Linked DNA regions of Mus musculus: region 2 is linked to region 1. A link is a contact called in public Hi-C data. All regions are on one chromosome and are shown on one strand. The core of a region is the stretch at or near the end of the contact, and the rest is flanking DNA. Distances in the headings are between cores, read along the strand shown. Region 1 has its middle 23 kb from the start of Zap70. Region 2 overlaps Vwa3b (von Willebrand factor A domain containing 3B).

Region 1 (2,979 bases), core at 315-2,814:
TGTACTCCTAGGTGCGTGCGTGCGTGACGGTGCGCCTGTCTGCCTGCCTGCCTGCCTGCCTGTCTGTCTGTCTGTCTGCGTCTCAGGAGTGAATTGTACATGCTTTCAGGTGTCTGGGAAGGCCAAAGGAGCTGGAATTTCCTGGGATTGTGATGTCTGACACAGGTGCTGGGAATCGAACTTGGTTCCTCTAGAAAGGCAGTAAGCACCCTTGAGTGCTGAGTACTTCCCTACTCTGCCTCATTTTGTGTTGAAGATTTACTGACGGGGCTGAGATGAGGAGGTTATAAGTTGCAGGCGAGCCTGGGTTCCATAATGAGATCCTATATCAACAGCACACACTCCAAACAGGCAAAAAACAAACAAAACAAAACAAAAAAAAACTCAAAAAACCAGAACAAAACCAAGCGAAAACCCCTTAGCAGTGCCTTGAGAATAGGGAGATATGCGTTTTTCATTAGAAGGTGACGTTACTACTGCATATGTAAGCTGTATTACTAATTCATAGACAATATTAAAACTTAAACAGTCTTTAATCTCTTTAAAACTAATAAGTTGATCAAGAAAGAAATTTCCTCAGTGGTAGGATTTTGTGGCTGCTGGAAATGGTTTCTTTTGCAAATATTTCAGTTGCATTAAAATTCACTTGTTATTGGATAATTATATATTTTAATTAATTAATTAGTTTAATGCATGTGAGTACACTGTCGCTGTCTTCAGACCAGAAGTGGCATCAGAGCCCATTACAGACAGTTGTGAGCCACCATGTGGTTGCTGGGAATTGAACTCAGGACCTCTGGAAGAGCAGTCAGTGCTCTTACCCGCTGAGCCATCTCTCCAGCCCAATGACACATATTATTGCACAAACGTTTAAGAAAATAAATACGTTTTTGTTTTTATTTATTTTATCGTCTGCATCACTAATTGGTTTGGTATTAAAACATCCACGTGGGTATCTAGTACACTGGGAAAGGCTTGGCAATGACGGAATCCTCTGAAGAGGTTGTAGTTCTAAAACAATGCCACAAGGTGGCGCCACAGTAAAAGCAAAGGTGGGCTCAGTTCCTGGCACAGGGCGCTCACCTGTCCTTATTCTGGCAGCTTCTGGCTAGGGAACAGAATCCAGACTCGCCTCTGATCTTCAGCCGTCAGTTCCGCCGCCTGCAGAGGGTTCACTCCAGGCCGGTTTGCAGGATGCTTCTTGCCAGCCTCTGGGACCCGGGCTCCGCACCCTCTCGCAGAATACATCCAGGCTCTTGCGCCTTTGTATTTTAGCGTAGCCCTCTGCTTTAGTGTGGCACGCTTTTTTGCTGTTTATAGATTTAGCCCCAGTTGCCCCGGGGGCAGGTTGTTTAGCCCTCCCGTGCCTCAGTTTCTCTATGGGCGCGTCGACTGAAAAGGGAAAGTAAATGTAGAAAAACCAGTGGGAAGATCTCAAAGGTACCGGGAACTACAAGGACGCTTAAAGCCCTGACGCTTGAACCTGGCTTTAGAGAGAAACCCTCCCATTTTCTCTGCCACCAGCAGCCAGGAGGAGGGGGAGGGGCAGCAGCAGCCTAGGAAAAGCGCAGAAGAATGGTTCAGAGTAAGGACTGAGCCCACCGCCGCCCCACGAGGCTGTACGGAGGGACATCTTTCTTTGTTCCTTTCCAGTATCATCTGCTCCTGCAGCCCCGTCCCTCGGTCTCACAGACTTCTCTTAACCACAGGTTCTGCTTTGCCTGTGGATGTCGCCCCTGATCCAGCAAGACCACGACATTCTGTAGCTGATGGCTCCTGCCTTGTACTCGCAGCCTTTACATGTCCGGAGAAGAAACGACTGCGTGACTCAGTCACCATTCAGTTTCGTGGCTTTATTTTTGCACCTGTAAATGTTTTGCCTGCACGTACGTCGGTGCATCCCATGCGTGCTTGTGACTATAGAGGTCAGAAGAGGGTGTCAGGTCCCCTGGAGCTAGGGGTATGGATGGTCGTTGGCCACCTTTCAAGTGCTGGGAACAGAACTTACTCCGCCTGCTCCCCAGCCCCCTCCCCCGCCCCCGTTTTCGTTTATTTGTTTTTGAGCCGGGGTCTCCTGAAGTCCGGGATAGCCTAAAAGTCTGTGTAGCTAGAGGCGACCTTGAACTTCTGTTCCTCTTGGCCTCCACTTCCTGTGGTGGGATTACAGGCAGGGGCCAGCATTCTTAGTTTTATGGGGTGCAGGGGAATGAACCCCAAGTTTTGCACGTACTAGGTAAGCTCTCCCCCAGCTTGCTCAGTTTCTGGCTCAAGCTGGCCTTCAACTCATGCGCTGTCTGCCTCAGCCTCCCGAGTGGGTCCCCAGTCTGCACTGCCCATTAGGCTCACTGTTGGGATCCCACAGCCTATAGGGATGGGACAGGGCCTCAGACCAAGTGGGTTTGGAGGTGGCATGGCTTTAGGGACAGCTATTTTGGACTTGGGCTCTGGGGGAAACTGGGGACTTATGTCTGTAGCACCTGTTAAGCTGAGAGTCTGAACTGGGTGGAGCCAGCTGATGAATAGATACGGTGGGCGATCTGCAGGCCCCACGGCTCAGGACTCTGGTGGCTGATTTGTGGGGGGTGTAGGGCTGGGTGGTGACATGTCTCACCATGTGAGCTTCTGGCATCTCCTCCTCCACTGGGTCTCCACAAGCACACACACATGAACATGCATATACCACACATGTACCACACACATGAGAAACGCGTCTATTTTTGATGTTGTATATGCATGTCAGTGTGGATTTGCGCACTTGAATGCAGTGCCCAGGGAGGCCAGACGAGGGCGCTAGAGCCCCTGGAGCTGAAGTTAAAGGTGGTTGTGAGCCACCAGATATGGGTGTCAGGAATTGAACTCCAGTTCTCTGCAAGAACATGCTGCTAACTGCTGAGCAGGCTCTTTAGCTTCTCAGAAGCACAGAGAGCAGGGCGAGGAGACGGTTCTTGGCAGTGATGAATACTGGAGAGAGAAAATGCA
Region 2 (2,979 bases), core at 211-2,710, 290 kb after region 1:
AAAGCTGAGGAGGGGCGTGGGTATGGGATGTGAACAGTAATGCAAGGGGTCACAGCCTTTCATTCTTGTGTGATTCTGGGTTTGGTCCCAGGAAACAGTGTTTGATGGAAAATGAATCACTTCGGTATCAGATCTGGCATCAAATCCTAGTTTTGCCACAAATTATGATATGATAGCATATTACCAAGACTTTATGCTTTTTCATTTATAGAATGGGAATAATACCATCTGCTTATATGAGTATTGAGGGCTTCAGTCCACATGACACACAGAGAAATATTCAGGACAAACCAGCTTTCGATGAATATCAACTGCCCTTTTTCTTTTTTAGAATTCCAGATGCATTTCCTGAAGACACTGGCTCTAGATGGTGAAATAATCTGGAAGAACATGGCAGCCTCTATCATAATGACCAATTTAAAGAGTCACTACATAGTCAGGGCTGGGAATTAGAATTGGGAACAGAGAACTGGATGTGGAAGGATCAAGTGTCCTGGTGGGAGACAAGTCCCGTTGTTGGGAGCATCCTAGGGCAACCATGGAGGGTGTTAATCCCTGCTGTGGCAAAAGGAGCCCATGTCCCTCTTCTCCTGGAAGTGGGATTTTTACTTAGTGTTGAGTCGGGTAGTGCACTGGGCCCTCTGTGTGAGTAATTTCTTCCTTTGTAAGCTCAGCCAGAGCTCAAAACGCTGCTCATATGTTTGTAAAGTTGGACATGCTAGCGTTCACTTCTTGGAAGGCCCCCGTAGAGCTGGCGGTGAGGTCTGTACTTGTTTAGAAGCTGCAGCTGCTGGTATGGCCAGGGATACCATCTTTATGGCTACCCATTGGGTTCTCAAAGCTGGTGGGTCCAAGGTAGAGGTTTGGGAACTCTTCGGGAAGACTTATCATATTAGTGTCTGAAGCAAGCTCTATTTCTGTTTTAGCTTCTATTCTTGCTTTATCATTAAAAAAAAAATCTGAAATAATGACTATAGATGTATAAAGTTAGATCAGAGTAAAAGTTGGCGTCTGTCATCATCCATCATGAAAATGTAATAATTTTGACATTGAAGCTGCTTAGTTCAGGCACGGAACTGGTCGTCAGAGCTGACAGCGTAATGCTTCAGGTGGTTTGAGATCCCAGGCTCTTCAGGTTTGTAAATTCAAGCAGCCAGGGCTAGCCTGATCACGTGGGCTGCAAGCCATGCTCAGTGCTGCGTGATCCCGCTTCATCAAGCCAGAGCATCTCACTGGACCAAACCACTGCAGCTTGCGTTTAAAACTTTCATCTGATATGATACATACCACCCAAAGTCCCAACGGCTTAGAGCCTCTCCTTGTCCAATGGAGTGAAAAGGGGCAACAAGGCTTGTCTTTTATTTCTGGGCTCCTCTCATTAGGCAGCTGTCAGCAATCAGCCCTGAAGTAGCTCTTCCCGCTGAGCCTGTTCTGTGCGCTGACACACTCAACATAGCTGAGTCATCTTAGTTACCGGTCCAGTTTACAGAGGAGGAGAAAAAACGATAGATAGGTTCTGCTGTGACCATCACTAGACCTTGCTTGCCAGATAGACGGAAGAGATTATGTAAGGAGCACATTAAGAGGAAAGGGCCATAGCACAAGGCTGTAGTAAAAGGCCACGACGCTTTGCAGGGTACATTTTGTTTGTATCTGGTACTTTGAGTGAATTGGAACTTAAAAAAAAAAATCTGCTCTGGGGCCAGGAAGACCACTCAGCAGGTGGAGGTGCTTGCTGCCAAGTCTGAGGGCCTGGGTTCAAGTCCTAGGACATACGTGGTGGAAGTTGCCCTCTGACCTTCATGCACATATGTATGCTTACACGCACATATAATAAACAAAATGCAAAAGCCTTTTTAAAAAGAAGCACAAGAGCTGTAAAAAAAAAACTGGTAGTCTATTTTTGAAATTTTCTTTTTTTGTTTGTTTTGGCAGAGGGGGAGAAAGCGTGAGCTAAGACTACGGGTTTTAAAACTACATTTTATTTACTTGAACATCATCAGGTTGCTATGTTTAAAGGAGCAGTCCTGCTCTTGGCAGACACACGTGATCTTTAATTAGACTCTGAGTCTCGTGGCCCATCACTCAGGCCTGGCACCATGCCTCTCTGTTTCCATTCTCCAGTTTAATTTAGAAGTGCCGGGTGGTGCCTTTCGGTAGCTGTTTCTGTCGGCAGCAAGAGGCTCTCTCAGAATTACCTTTTCTCTGCCTGAAATTGAGCTTAATTCAGTGAATGTGGCCGAACAGTCCTTCTGAGCTGTTGCCACGTGATGGTTTAACAGGCGGAGGTCTGTATGACCTCCCCTCCCCCCCAGACTCCACCCCTCTTGCCTGATTGGCACCTTGAATTTCTTGTCATCGCTTAAGGCGGGCCCCTGGTTAGTAAGGATTTATTAAGCATCTGCTGTAGGATTTAAAATCTCACTGGGGTGAAGCTGAAGAAATCAAAAGAAATGGACAACAAGACTCTGAACCCAGGGGCACCAGACTCTCCGAGCGTCCATGTCTGCTTCTGCTCTGATTTATGTTGCTCCTTTCTCCATTCCCCCAAGAGTCAAAGTAACATAAGAACTCCCCACCCCTACCTCCCTCTCATCCACCGTTAGTTCACACCTTTGAAGATCTCATGGACGCTCAGGCTTTGCACCCTCACAAAGAGTGAGCCCCTATGGTTAGGGACACCCCACCCCTACTCCCGTATTCCTGTCTCCATCTTAGGCTCCAGCCCTGGACTCCTTGTTTAGTTCGAGGTTCTTAGCTGCAGTGTGGCCTGTTCACCTGATACCAGACAGGGGTAAGATCAGTTCTGGGCTTAGCTCAGCCATTGCAATCAACCTCTGATCTAACCGAGTAGGTCCAAGCATCCTGTAGGCATAGCTTAACAACACACAAGATGTGGAGAAATTCATCAAAAGTCTTAAAATTTAAACCGAGTTGCCTGGGGAAAGAGAGCTAGTGTGAATTCTGATTATATTTGAA

Evidence for each region. Hi-C and Micro-C count contacts between places; a contact is called where the count stands out from the background.
Region 2: a contact with region 1 is called in a Hi-C map of cerebral cortex, with 1.7 times the contacts expected there. The contact joins two enhancer-like sites. A contact is called at or near these places in 1 of 15 datasets of contacts at CTCF or cohesin (embryonic stem cells), 3 of 484 Hi-C or Micro-C datasets (bone marrow-derived macrophages, cerebral cortex and cortical neurons), 5 of 115 datasets of contacts at active chromatin or transcription factors (embryonic stem cells, large pre-B cells and stem cell-derived neural progenitor cells) and 5 of 9 other capture datasets (adipose tissue, embryonic stem cells, liver and 2 more).

What each region holds. Positions count from the first base shown.
Region 1 is chr1:36,783,802-36,786,780 of GRCm38.p6, forward strand. No RefSeq gene overlaps it. Among named protein-coding and RNA genes, the nearest start is that of Zap70, 23 kb to the left of the region's middle. Within about 2 kb of position 1,565, at least 50 of the 459 cell types and tissues checked have an H3K27ac peak or open chromatin away from gene starts, as enhancers often do. A contact at or near this core is called in cerebral cortex, cortical neurons and pancreatic islet, where this site is marked.
Region 2 is chr1:37,076,036-37,079,014 of GRCm38.p6, forward strand. All of the region lies in intron 7 of Vwa3b (von Willebrand factor A domain containing 3B), which reads left to right. Among named protein-coding and RNA genes, the nearest start is that of Gm39626, 31 kb to the left of the region's middle. Within about 2 kb of position 1,461, at least 35 of the 459 cell types and tissues checked have an H3K27ac peak or open chromatin away from gene starts, as enhancers often do. A contact at or near this core is called in cerebral cortex, cortical neurons and pancreatic islet, where this site is marked.